Linked DNA regions of Arachis hypogaea: region 2 is linked to region 1. Evidence: chromatin contacts called from public Hi-C data. All regions are on one chromosome and are shown on one strand. The core of a region is the stretch at or near the end of the contact, and the rest is flanking DNA. Distances in the headings are between cores, read along the strand shown. Region 1 holds the start of LOC112743904 (2,3-bisphosphoglycerate-independent phosphoglycerate mutase). Region 2 holds the start of LOC112743908 (ethanolamine-phosphate cytidylyltransferase).

Region 1 (6,460 bases), core at 573-3,072:
GTTACACTAACCACTGGACTGAATGAAAATAAAAACAAATTTGATTCAAAGCCTTAGTTATACAGTAAAAATGTAATTAGAATAAAGCCTAAACATTGAACACACTAAATATCAAGTGAATGAGAATCACCCAGCCCATCGAACCGAATACAATCCATGCGGTGAATAAATCATTGTAAGCTTTCAATTATCAAGAATAGTATTTCTTCATGCAATAGAAGTTAACTGAATAGAGTAACAATCAAGTTCAAAGACCTAGTTACACTTACCACTAGACTGAATGAAAATAAGAACAAATTTGATTCAAAGCCCTAGTTATACAGTAAAAATGCAATCAGAATAAAGTCTAAACCTTGAACACAGTAAATATCAAGTGAATGAGAATCACCAAGCCCACTGAACCGAACTCAATCCATGTGGTGAATAAATGATTATAAGCTTTTAATTGTCAAGAATAGTATGTCTTCATGCAATAGAAGTTAACTGAATAGAGTAACAATCAAGTTCAAAGACCTAGTTACACTAACCACTGGACTAAATGAAAATAACAACAAATTTGATTCAAAGCCCTAGTTATACAGTAAAAATGCAATCAGAATAAAGCCTAAACATTGAACATACTAAATATCAAGTGAATGAGAATCACCCAGCCCACCGAACCGAATACAATCCATGTGGTGAATAAATCATTGTAAGCTTTCAATTATCAAGAATAGTATTTCTTCATGCAATAGAAGTTAACTGAATAGAGTAACAATCAAGTTCAAAGACCTAGTTACACTAACCACTGGACTGAATGAAAATAACAACAAATTTAATTCAAAGCCCTAGTTATATAGTAAAAATTCAATCAGAATAAAGCCTAAACCCTTAACACACTAAATATCAAGTGAACGAGAATCACCAAGCCCACCGAACCGAATACAATCTATGTGGTGAATAAATCATTATAAGCTTTCAATTATCAAAAATAGTGTTTCATAAACTTTCAATCATCAAGAATATTATTTCTCCATGCAAAAGAAGAACTGAACAGAGTAACAATCAAGTTCAAAGCCCTACTTACACTATCTACTGAATTGAATGAAAATAAGTAAAAATTTTATTAAAAGCCCTAGTTATATTGTAAAAACGCAATCAGAATACCTTGATCTACTGAACGAAGGAAATCAATCCAGTAAAACTAAAATGCAAATAGGAGAAATGCTATATTTCAAGATTTCAAATGAACAGTAGTTTTTTTTCATACCTTTGTTAGTCTCTGTTGCTGTTTTCGTTCGTTTTTGCTTGTTCGTGGCGAAATCTTATCGCGATTCTTCTCTAGTAGTGATTTTCGCAGAGAACGTGACTGAAATTTGAGTGATTTTGAGAGAAATTCGAAGAGAAGGAGTGGTTTCGTGTTGAGGAAGAAGTAACGTTTCTTCATAATGAACGTGAAATAACGAGGGGATTTTCGGCGCGTGTTTTTACACTTCATTAATGCGTGTGAATTAATTTGAGTTTGGACCAACTTGGTTATATGGATGTGTAACTAAGCCTGTTTATTTTATTAAATCAAGTTTAATTCCAATTAAACTTTAATTAAATATTTAAATATTTAAATTTTACCTCAATTCAAATTAAGTAATCGCGTGAATCTCATGAATTAAATTGAAAATTTAGTCAAATAGAAATATTTGAAGAATCAAAATTCAAACTTGTTCGAAGATCTAGTGCCACTTGAATTGAGTTATAATAGTGGCATAAACTTTTCATATTCAAAAATCAAAACTTCAAATTAAATACTTTTTTATACTATTTATTTATTATTTATTTACTCTTGTTTCTCAATTAAAATAAAGAAAAGAAAGCGAAAACATTGAGCGTGAAGAATGATGCTCAACGAGATGCTTATGCCTTGTTCCATGCCAACCTATTAACGAAGCACTAATTAGAAGACACTAGTCTCCATTTCAATTAAAATAATTAAATAAATAAATGGAAAAGTTTGTTTCTTCCATGCCACTAGTATTTATATCTAACCAATCGCATATGCAACACAGGGTTTTGCTCAGTTAGGTTAACGCATCATCCACCTCTTTTTTACAGTTACACCTAACCTCATTTGATTTCGTATCTCTTCTTTGTTTTTGCCTCCTTCCCTTACTCACTCACTCCCTCATTCTCTCACAAATCAGGTATCTCTCTTCTGTTATTCCCATCTATCTACTCGTAATCTCCATTAACATTTAATTTCATTTATTTTAATCTAATTTAATTTAATCCATAATATAAGATAGATTATGAATTGTTATTACTATTATTATTGTTGTTGTTACTGGTGGTTTCTGAAATGTTTTGGATTGATTTTATTTGATTTGGATCTGAAATTTAAAGAGAGAATGAAAAAAATTTGATTTTTTTTCTTAGTGTTAGGAATATGGGAAGCACAGATACCAAGTTTAAATTGGCTGATCACCCAAAGCTGCCAAAGGGAAAGCCAGTTGCTGTGGTGGTTTTGGATGGATGGGGTGAGGCCAACGCTGATCAGTACAACTGTATCCACACCGCTGAAACTCCAACCATGGATTCCCTCAAAAAGGTAGATATATAGATATAGATACTACATGGTATATGCACCCTTTTGTGGAATCTGAAATCTTTTTCTTTTTGCATATATTATGATATATTCATTCATATAATGATAAGATCTAAAAGATTGGTCCCCCTTTTCGGGGTGTATACGTTTGCTTGATCCACTTTCTGCTCATGTATTGTTATGATTCCTAGTTTTTTTTTACCTTGTCATTGGTAGGTGAGAGGCCTTCTCTTGATTTGAAGTTTATTTAACTGGAAATTCTGAACCGGTGTTATTGAATGTCTTGAATTTGTATGATTATTGATGAGATAGAAATGGAAATGAATGGTGGGGTTGGTTGGTTTTTGTTGTTGTAGGGTGCACCTGAAAGGTGGAGATTGGTGAGGGCTCATGGTACTGCTGTGGGACTTCCTACAGAGGATGACATGGGCAACAGTGAAGTCGGTCACAATGCTCTTGGTGCTGGCCGCATCTTTGCTCAAGGGTAAGGCTTTTTGTATTTGTGGTTAAAATTAATAGACTAATAGCAATCAGATGTTTCTTGCCATTTTATTTAACCTACTGGTTTCTTCATAAGGAATTGGTTTTCTGGAGTTTCTTTAAGACTGTTACTATTAGATTCATAGAAGCAATAAATGTTAAACGTTCTTGTTTTTTGAAAACAATTGAACTTTGCTGTCGTCGTCTATTGCCTAGTTTTCCTTTGATGGATTTTTCGGTTAATTGTATATTACTTTGACTTGGAACTCTGTATTCTTAAATATTTGGTTCATTTAGAATTTTCAGATGTTTACTTTTGGTGTTCCTTTTCTTATGTGTACTCCTTAATCCTTAGCCTTTCTTGTTAAAATGTTCTCCTAACTTGTCTGAGGATTGGGATTTTGTGGTGTTTATTGTTCATTCTAGTGCCAAGCTTGTGGACCTTGCTCTTGAATCTGGAAAAATTTATGAAGGAGAAGGCTTCAAGTACATACAGGAAAGTTTTGCCAATGGCACATTGCATCTCATTGGGTTATTGAGTGATGGTGGAGTCCATTCCCGACTTGATCAGTTGCAGGTGAGGATTGGGGGGTTGGAACATTTGTTTCTCCATGTTTGTGTGAAGTTGATCCTTTCTAACTAAGCAATTTTTCTGCAGTTGTTGCTTAAAGGTGTTAGTGAGCGAGGTGTTAAGAGAGTCCGCGTACACATTCTTACAGATGGTCGTGATGTTTTGGATGGCTCAAGTGTCGGATTTGTAGAAACTCTTGAAAATGATCTTGTCAAGTTGCGTGAGAAGGGTATTGATGCAAGAATTGCATCAGGTGGGGGTCGTATGCATGTTACAATGGATCGATATGAGGTACTGCATAACATTGCCCTTCAGTTTGGTCAAGTCAAGAATCTTTCAATACCCATATAAGATTAAAATAAAAATATTTAATAAGCCATAAGCATTTTGTATTTGTTTACAAAAAATATGCTTGACTTGCGTCTATTCTTTTTCTCTTTTTACCTTCTCTCTCTTGTACTAATGGTTTTGAAACAAACTGCAGAATGACTGGAATGTTGTGAAACGAGGGTGGGATGCTCAAGTTCTTGGCGAAGCCCCTCATAAGTTTAAAAGTGCTCTTGAAGCTGTCAAGAAACTAAGAGCAGAACCAAAAGCCAATGATCAGTACCTGCCTCCTTTTGTCATTGTTGATGATAATGGGAAGGCTGTTGGACCAATTGTTGATGGTGATGCAGTTGTTACATTCAACTTCCGGGCAGATCGTATGGTTATGATTGCCAAGTCTCTTGAATACGAAGACTTTGATAAATTTGATAGAGTCCGTTTCCCCAAGATTCGCTATGCTGGAATGCTTCAGTACGATGGTGAATTGAAGCTTCCTAGTCATTATCTTGTTTCTCCACCAGAAATTGACAGGACTTCTGGTGAATTCTTGGTGCATAATGGTGTTAGGACTTTTGCATGCAGGTGAGCTGTGACTACTTTAAATATTAATAAACCACTATTCAGAAGTTTGGATTTAGCTTTAAATATAATCGTGTTGACTTGTTTGAATTTCCTCTTCAACAGCGAGACTGTTAAATTTGGTCATGTCACATTCTTCTGGAATGGAAACCGCTCTGGCTATTTTAATCGACAACTGGAGGAATATGTGGAAATTCCTAGTGACATTGGGATTACATTCAATGTACAACCAAAAATGAAGGCACTGGAGATTGCTGAAAAGGCTAGGGATGCCATTCTTAGTCGGAAATTTGATCAGGTAAACGATGAATCATCAAGTGACTCAGATATATTGCGATGTTATTAAACTTCCACTTATTCTTCTATCTTATGTGTTGCACAGATCCGTGTCAACCTTCCAAATGGTGACATGGTGGGGCATACAGGTGATATTGAAGCGACAGTTGTGGCTTGCAAGGCTGCTGATGAAGCAGTGAAGGTACGCACGACGATTAATTTTCAAATTTTGCTGGACAAATTTTGCTGGAGCACTTTTGTAAATACAGCTTGTTATTTGTTTTTGTACCCTCTGCTGGAAATTTGAGAACTCCATGTTTACTATATAGGGCTTTTAGTATCGCGATTAAAATTGGCACAACAGTGTTTTTGGTAAGAGCTATTCATGTGAGAAAAGTATATTCTGTCTATTTCTCTCTTAAAATGGCAAGGCCATGTTCAATATCAAATTTCATTATCCAATTTTGTTCTGTTTCTTTGGCATATTATTTGGTCAACTGAAGGGAAGCAGGTGAGCTGTCCCTAATTCCCACACCGCCACTATAAATGTCACTGTACCACAATAGACATTAAGGGTATGATCGGCTGTGGGGTAAATATTGGGTCGGAATTTCATGGATGAGTTAGAGGTGTAAAATTGCACATGGAGTTAGTCCATGACTGGTTAACTGATTCTGTCTTCAGGAATACTTCTTTTGTTGCATTTAGTTTTTAATATGCTAGTGCTGAATAGGTAATTACTGCAAGAAATAAATTTGTGCTAAAAGGAGAAAGAACAAGATAGTTGTGAAGACGAGTAGTTAATCAGTTGTATTAATTAATGTGTATGTGCATTTGTTATGCAGATGATTCTTGATGCAATTGAACAAGTAGGTGGAATTTATGTCGTCACTGCTGACCATGGCAATGCAGAGGACATGGTCAAGAGAGACAAATCGGGAAAGCCTCTTCTTGACAAGGAGGGAAAGATTCAGATTCTTACTTCACATACCCTTCAGCCGGTAAGTCATGCAAATTCTAGCTGGTCCATTCTCCGCTTTACATGAGTAGTGAATTTGTTGAATATCTAGCTAATTTTTGTCAGGTAATAAGGCAGAGATTCATTGTTTAATGTTAATCACAACCTAAACAGATGTCTAAAAATATAGGCATCCATGTTAAAAACAGCGAGTAATGATATAGCCTCTTAAAAACATTCCTATGTCAAGGTTAATTTTGGTTCTAACTTTCTAATTACTTCTGCCTTGCTTGTTAAGGTGCCTATTGCCATTGGAGGTCCTGGATTGGCCCCTGGTGTCAGGTTCAGAAATGACGTCCCCGATGGTGGGCTGGCCAATGTAGCTGCGACCGTGATGAATCTTCATGGATTTGTGGCTCCCAGTGACTATGAGACAACTCTCATTGAAGTAGTTGATAAGTAGAAAACTGTTAGATAAACTATAATGTGCACAACTACAGGGAAGGCTGGAGATTGCAGCCCTTTTAAATAATTCGAAAGTTTTGGTCTCCTCCACACATATGGCGGGGTTTTGATTTTTCATTTTTTGAAGAATTGTTAGTGAATCAGTCTGCGGATGACAGAACAGGATAACTTATTAATGGCCATTTGAGTGTAGCTTTTGTTTCTTTTTTTTTTTTTAAAAAAAGGA
Region 2 (7,413 bases), core at 3,814-6,313, 200 kb before region 1:
GGGTGAGGTGGTGGTAGTGGTGAGAAGAGAGAGGGATATTTTTGTCATTTAAAAAATTAATCTGTTTAAAAGGACGATTTTAAAACTACATTGAACTTTAGGAACAATTTTGTATGCAAAAAAAGTTGAAGAGGAAAAAATTTTTTGACCTAAATCTTAGGGACCAAAGTCGTACTTAACTCTCTAATTTACTAGTAGTATATTTTTGCATATATAACTTAAATCAGGGATTATATTTTTAATGACGATGCCAGATGGAGCAAGTCAGATGAAACAATCAATTATTTGCCCTTCTGAATCGAGAAAAAAATATAACAAAATATATATCGTAGATAGAGATGCTGATTGATCTCTATGGCTGCTCTCATTCTTGTTTAATAAAATATCTTCCGTTTCTATTCCATTTTTATCACGGGTCACATTTATTTTCTCCCGCAGAAAAGGTAGATATTGGCGAGTATCTATTGATATTAAGTTAAAAAATAAATTAACACAATTATAATAAAATCCAATACAATTCAACTAAATGTTTAAAATCAAATATAATTTAAACACAAATTCAACATACTAATATACTTACATAACTTATATATATAAGAGCATTTAAATAAATTTCTTTTCGCAGATCTCTATGGGACAGATACCTCAATTCCCGCCTCTGTCTCTATTTATTCATGGAAGTAGATTTTCGTTTTTCATAAAAAATTTGCGAATTCCGTCAACCTCTTCGTCATGGATAATCTCCGTAGATATCCGTGAGCGCCAATTTTTTTTTGTGATTCCCATCCTAACAGTAGGGATGAAAAAACAAATATTTAAAGTTTAAATTTACCTATAATTGTCTTTAAAAAGATTAATATAATAAAATAAATGTAGATACCGAACATAATGCAAGCTTTTCCCTAGGGTCCAAGCTAAGGGTCATATCGTTAAGACATATAAGAGGAAGATTCCAATTTGGGGTTCAAGACTCCAAATGGAACACCAGGGTGGAGCCTTGTCTAAGGTCTAGTATTGGTGTAGTACAAATAAATTAAGAGAGAAAGTTCTCCATAGATTGATAAGATACATGTTTTGTCTTTGCTTTAGCAGCACGTTTTTGGCCTTAAGCTATCACCCATTTTCACTTTTCTCTACTAACTCTCTTGTCTTTTTCCTATCAAATCCAACACACTCTCTTCACCACTTCATCCTCCTTATTTTTTCCCTTTGGTTTTTTCTTCTTAAGTTCCCAATTACTTAATAATCATATTCATACCCCAAATTTAAAGGAACCGAAAGAAAAAGTTTATTTTTCTATTTTGATGGACGAGCAATATATAAAAAAAAGTCAGAACTTGTCTTATTTAGTATTAATTAATTATCGCAACAATTAATAAATGTAAATAAGGCAAGTTATGGTTATTTTTAACTGATTTTCTTTGGTTACCAAACATTTCCGATATAAAAATAGCACCATACTAAAATGAATTAGTACAATCACTTATGAAGAAAAGAGATCTTACGAAAAGGATTATTGATCATTAAACAAATATTCTAGGATAATAAATTTAAATCCTTTTCGTAAGCACGATTATAATCCTAAGGAGAGAATTTCCAACTCCACTCTGTGCATCTAAAATTGGACTTTCTAAAATGAAACCAACAACTCAATCTCCATTAGTGAGATAAAAAAAAAAGCGCATTATATATTTCATTTCCAAAACTATTTTCTGAGATTTAAAAATTAATATTTGAACCTTTTTTTTTCTCTCAAATGATTGTATGTGTATTGCGTTTGACCTAAAATGATTGTGATATTGATAATATGGTGATAACATAGCTGATGGAATGAAATTAATTTTTGTAGATGATTAAGTGAAATGTAATAATATATATATATATATTACTACATTTCACTTAATTCGTTATATATTTAAGGCTAATTAAAGAAAATTAATCAAAGATATAGTTGCGTCAATCATATGTGGGTCTTTCTTTTCTATGTTGGCGCCTCTTTGTCAATTACCTAAAAAGTAAACACAATAGGATATGGCTTGTTGTTATCTTTTTTCTTTTTTTTCTTTTTTTCTGTTGATAATATTTTCATTGCTACTTTTTTTATTTTTTTTTCCTTTAATAAATTGTTCAAACATATATTTGGTAGACTACTAGAGTTTGATATTTCAAATTCATTGTATTCTTTCTTAATAGAAAATTTTGATTTTTAATTTTTAACAATTTTTTAAACTGATTTTAACTGACAGTTTTTTATTTAATTTAAGCAGAGAATATTAATTCCCCCCAAATTCAACATTTTTTTATTGTAAAAACTGCTTAATCATTGGTAACGTCAGGTAATGAGTACAATTATTACATAATAATGATGGGCTAATTATTGGCATAATCTCACTTTGGTACTTTTTCCCAAAAACGTAAAGGAAAGTATAGAATGTTTCCTAGCTATTTAAAGTTAAAAGAATAATATTGCTAAGTTCATCATCAATTATTACTTATGGAGCCATTTATAGATAATCTACCGACATAAAAAAATCTGAGAATATAAGAAAGTGATTATATGATATTAATAAAAGAAAATTAATTTTACTACTCTTATTTTGATAATATTATTTTTTTATAAATTTATATAAAATATAATAAAAAATTAACTGGAGTGATATTTTAAGAAATAGGAGTGATATTATTATTTTTCTATTAAAATACTAACAACTAAGAATTTGCTTTGATTGTTTTTTTAATTTAATACGTTTTTGTTGAATTTCAGAAAAAAGGAAGGAAAAAAAAACACAGTCACAAGCATTATATTTTAAGAAATGGGTTTAGTTAATTTGTATTCTAAAACATAAATTAAGATTGTTAATAATAAAATTTTTAAAATATTTTATTTCATTAAATACATAATAAGTATATTGAGAATTTAAATTTTATATGTTTTTATAATTTTTTTTAATTTATAAATTTATCATGTATCTTTAAAAATATATGTTAATTAACTAACCAAGCCCTAAAGAAATTTATTGGTGATATGTGTTTAGAAGCAACGTGGCAGTTTATTAGCCCTTATATTAGATTATTAGAGGGTTGTTTGAGTTAAAATTAAAAGCGAAAAAAAGCAGAACTTCATCTTCCATAGAAGGGAGTAACATTGAATTGAACCCCCTAAATTATATGTTGACCTAGGATATATTATTTATATTATTTAACAATACAATCTCCAACTATGCCAAACATTGTGATGTTCACCAATAAGTGAGCATTGAGGAGGCTTTCCTCTACCAAGATCTGCTTTTAGAGTATTTTAATGATTTATAATAATTTAGGGTGGATTCTACCCTACACACTAAAATAATACAGACTTTGAACCCATGTTTAAGTGGCTCAATGAAATTTAGCTATATGTCTAATTTAATCCACCTAGGTTACATATGACAATACTCTAATTTTTATTTGTTCGGTAGCATATTTTATCCCTAACTTTTTATAGACCCTAACCTAAAAATTCAATCGTACAGGTCATAGTTTTTGAGTTGTAGAACACCATATGAGAACCAACACTAAAATTTGCAATACTTTTTGGGACTTTAAATCTCAATTATAAAATCAATTAAAATTAAAATAGTTATGATAATAACATAAATTTTATTATGATAATGGTTAAATGAAAATATAGTGTCACAAAATCTTATAATAAAACACTAGTAATTAACAATATATGAAAAAAAATTTTGTTGATCATGTAGCATTGCATGCTTTTTATAAAAGATATTATGTCTTAAGTTTATACTATTGTAATGTTTGAATTTTGGGAAAAATATTAAATTGGTACATTTGTTTGGGCGTAATCCTGTTTTAGTTCTTAAAGTTTAAAGTGTTCTATTTGAATTAAAAAAAGTTTCATTTAGCTTCAATGTAGTCCAACTGAGAGGTCAAAGTTAAATCATTAATGAAATGTCTTACATAACAACAAGATCGATAATCTAGAAAATAAGTACAAGTTCCAAAGGTACAAAATCAACCGTGGATACATTTATTTATCATTCTCCTTAGTTCTATAGAAAATATTTCATTTACATTGTAAAAAAAATAATAATTAAATGTATTGAACGGTTAATTTTGTGCCTCCGGAGTTTGTACTTATTCTCCAGATTATCAATTTTGTTCTTGTATTGCTATCATGTAGGATATTTCGTTAATTATTTAACTTTGACCTCACGGTAGGACTACATTGAAACTAAATGAAACTTTTTTGAATTCAAATAGGACATTTTAAACCTTAATGATCAAAACAGGATTACGCCCAAACGTAAGAGACCAATTTAGTAGTTTATCCTTGAATTTTTGTTCTTGCACCAAAATGATATATTTTTTATGTCACTAAAAAACTATAATGAATTTTATTAAGATAACTTCACATAATAGTTTGATATTTTTGAAAATAACTTATCATAAAACTTAGACATATTAAAATGAAACTTTATAAGGATAAAAAAATACTAAATGTTTTTGAAATGTTTGAACTAATATTTTTTCTTCATAAAGTCTAAAACCAAAACTAACAATATTTAAGGACCAAAAGTATATTTCATCCAAGAATAACTTATTATTGTATCTTAAAAAGAGAATAATAAATTATTGAAAACAAAAATTAACCAAATTCATAGCACGTATAATATGATTACATGAGGACAGTCTTTTTCTCTCTTATCTTTTTTTTTGCCTTTTAAAACTTTCTAGCATATTCTGTTTAGTAATTTTGCACTAAAAAAACCTCTAGAAAGGCCCAATGAAAACTTAGTATTGTTTTTTGTCAGAGAACAATGAACCCAGTACAAAAACAAAATAAAAAGGGAACCCAATAGGATTTTTTTGGACCTAAATGGGCCAATATATAAAAGGCCCAATATTCTGCAACAGAATATAAACGTTGCTAAATGCTTCCAACCCAAGAAGAAAAACAAATCCATCTTCCCTATACCAACAAATTCGCAAACTTTATGAATTCTACAAGTCCAAAAGAAAATATGAATTCAAAAAACAGTAAAGGTTCTAACTTTATTGGTTTCACACCAAAAAGGGGAAAAAGCAGAAGCTACTAGCTTCTTTCTTTCTAAAACCAAAAACCGGATATGTTTGGCTCAGAATAAAAAATTGGCATTCCAAATTCTGTGTGGTGGCCACTTTTCTAACCTCATTTTGCACCCACCTTCCTCCCTTCGTTTTAATTTCATTTATGGGAGAAAGGAACTGAGAGAAACCAAAAGGAAAAAGAAAAAAATGGGTTCTTTTGAGGCGGTGATGATGCAGAAGAACGCAACGGCGAAGTTCATTGCAACGGTTCTGGTGGGTGGCGTGATCGTTGGTGTGTCACTGTATGGATTGCTGCAATCTTCAGAAGGGCTTCAGAAGAATCTGGAGCCTCTTGGTTTGTGGAAGAGAAGGAGGAAGAAGAAGACAATTAGGGTGTACATGGATGGATGCTTTGATATGATGCATTATGGCCATTGCAATGCTCTTAGACAGGCACGTGCTCTTGGTGATGAGCTTGTTGTTGGTGTTGTTAGCGACGATGAAATCATTGCAAATAAGGGTCCCCCTGTCACCCCTCTTGAAGAAAGGTCACAACTTTTTTCACTTTTTTCTAGGATTTTGATCTTCTTCTTGGAGCTCAATTCATGCCATGCTGATTTATCTTGTGTCATTTTTGTGTTGTGTTCTTTGTTTGATTCTAGATTTATGATATGTTTGGATTTGATTGCCTTTTTCTTATGAGAAGAATCAGGGAACCAATGTAGAATAAGTTAATCAAAATGTGGTTTTTTAGGAAAACATATGTTTAGCTATTTTTTTTATATGTATATTTTTAATGTCCATGCAGCAATTTTGGCATTATGGTATTCTGTCATCTGATACATATAGTGGAATTATCTAATGGGACAATGCTTAGTTGTAGTTGCAGAGATACTTGTAATAACAAATATATGTTTAGATATTTCTTTTAATATTCATGCAGCAATTCTAGCACTGTGTTGGCATTTGATCTATGTAGTTGAATTATCTAACAGACCGTGCTTAGTTGTAGTTGCAATGATACACTGATACTTGTTTTGGCAAATATATGTTTAGCTACTGTTTTTTTAACTTCCATGCAGAAATTTTGCATTCAGTTGTTATGTCTGTTTGATCCAAGTAGTTGAGTTGTCTTATGTGACAATGCTTAGTTATAGTTGTTATGGCATCTCTTTGTTTCTTTATTTATTTTGGCGGGGTTGTTTTTGTGTTCTGCGTTTGGATTATGAGGTTTGATCCATGTAGCTGGGGGGATAAGGCTTTGTTGTTGTTGTTGTTGTTGTTATTGTTCGGATTATGAGGTGTTGATGTGTGTTGTAGGATGATTATGGTGAATGCTGTAAAGTGGGTTGATGAGGTTATTACTGATGCTCCATATGCCATAACTGAGGAGTTCATGAAGAAGCTCTTTAATGAGTACAATATAGATTACATTATTCACGGGGACGATCCTTGTATTCTTCCTGACGGCACTGATGCTTATGCTCATGCAAAGAAAGCTGGCCGTTACAAGCAGATAAAGCGCACCGAAGGAGTTTCTAGCACTGATATCGTTGGTTAGGATTTGCTTACTTTTCTTTGTAGTATAAGACTTCCTTATTTAGTTGGCGCAATTGGGCATGCACATCTTGTTTGATATAGTTTATGGAAATTATTAAAGTGAAGTCCTTTGTCATGTTTGGTTGGCATGTGATGTTCTTGTGTTTGTTTATCACGGCTGATGATATTTTTTCCTCCCATAGCTGCTTTTGTTTTTTGTTTTTTTTTTTTCTAAAAAAAAGAACTTGAATAAGTTTTATTTTTCACTATATAAACCATATAAAGGGATGTGCCCCCTTTCATTTGGTAGTATTTTATACTGGATTTCTACTTGTTATGTTGTTGCAGTTATGGAAAATTTCTCTGGTTTAATACTTTTGTGCAATTCTCCTGAAGCTTAATATGGAATTTTGGCACAGTCAAAACCTTGTTTACAAAGAGGTGATTTGTTTGGTTATAGCAATAAGCCAACTCATCAATTGATGATATTTATTAACAGACCTTTGAGGCTTTAACATTTTGTCGTTTTCCTCCATACCGTATTTTTATTCTTTGAACTGCATTTCCGCCCTTAGAAGTTTGATATCAAAACTTTTGGCCTTTTCTCACAAAACTAGCAGTGCTTTTTGTCGGTTTTCCTTCCTATCTGGTCCAGTTGAAAGTTCCCATCCTGTGAGCATATTCAGTCTTTAGCCTGTCTTATATTTTTCCCTTGTGCTTATATTTATTTTTCAGTGTTGTCTCATAATAATTTCGTACGCTTGTGGAAAATGGAGAACTGATGTTATATAATAATTTTATACCCAG

Evidence for each region. A called contact is a pair of places that touch in the nucleus more often than the background predicts.
Region 2: a Hi-C map of leaf shows a contact between it and region 1, with 5 times the contacts expected there. The contact joins the promoter of LOC112743908 here to the promoter of LOC112743904 in region 1. A contact is called at or near these places in 2 of 8 Hi-C or Micro-C datasets (both in leaf).

What each region holds. Positions count from the first base shown.
Region 1 is chr14:121,646,111-121,652,570 of arahy.Tifrunner.gnm2.J5K5, reverse strand. It overlaps LOC112743904 (2,3-bisphosphoglycerate-independent phosphoglycerate mutase), which reads left to right and starts at 1,822. Exons shown (of 10, transcript XM_025793327.3): 1 at 1,822-2,177; 2 at 2,410-2,581; 3 at 2,935-3,062; 4 at 3,485-3,635; 5 at 3,717-3,920; 6 at 4,114-4,538; 7 at 4,641-4,833; 8 at 4,918-5,013; 9 at 5,657-5,812; 10 at 6,068-6,460. The coding sequence starts at 2,420. The coding sequence ends at 6,232.
Region 2 is chr14:121,844,272-121,851,684 of arahy.Tifrunner.gnm2.J5K5, reverse strand. LOC112743908 (ethanolamine-phosphate cytidylyltransferase) reads left to right here and starts at 5,063. Exons shown (of 9, transcript XM_025793336.2): 1 at 5,063-5,615; 2 at 6,388-6,623. The coding sequence starts at 5,275.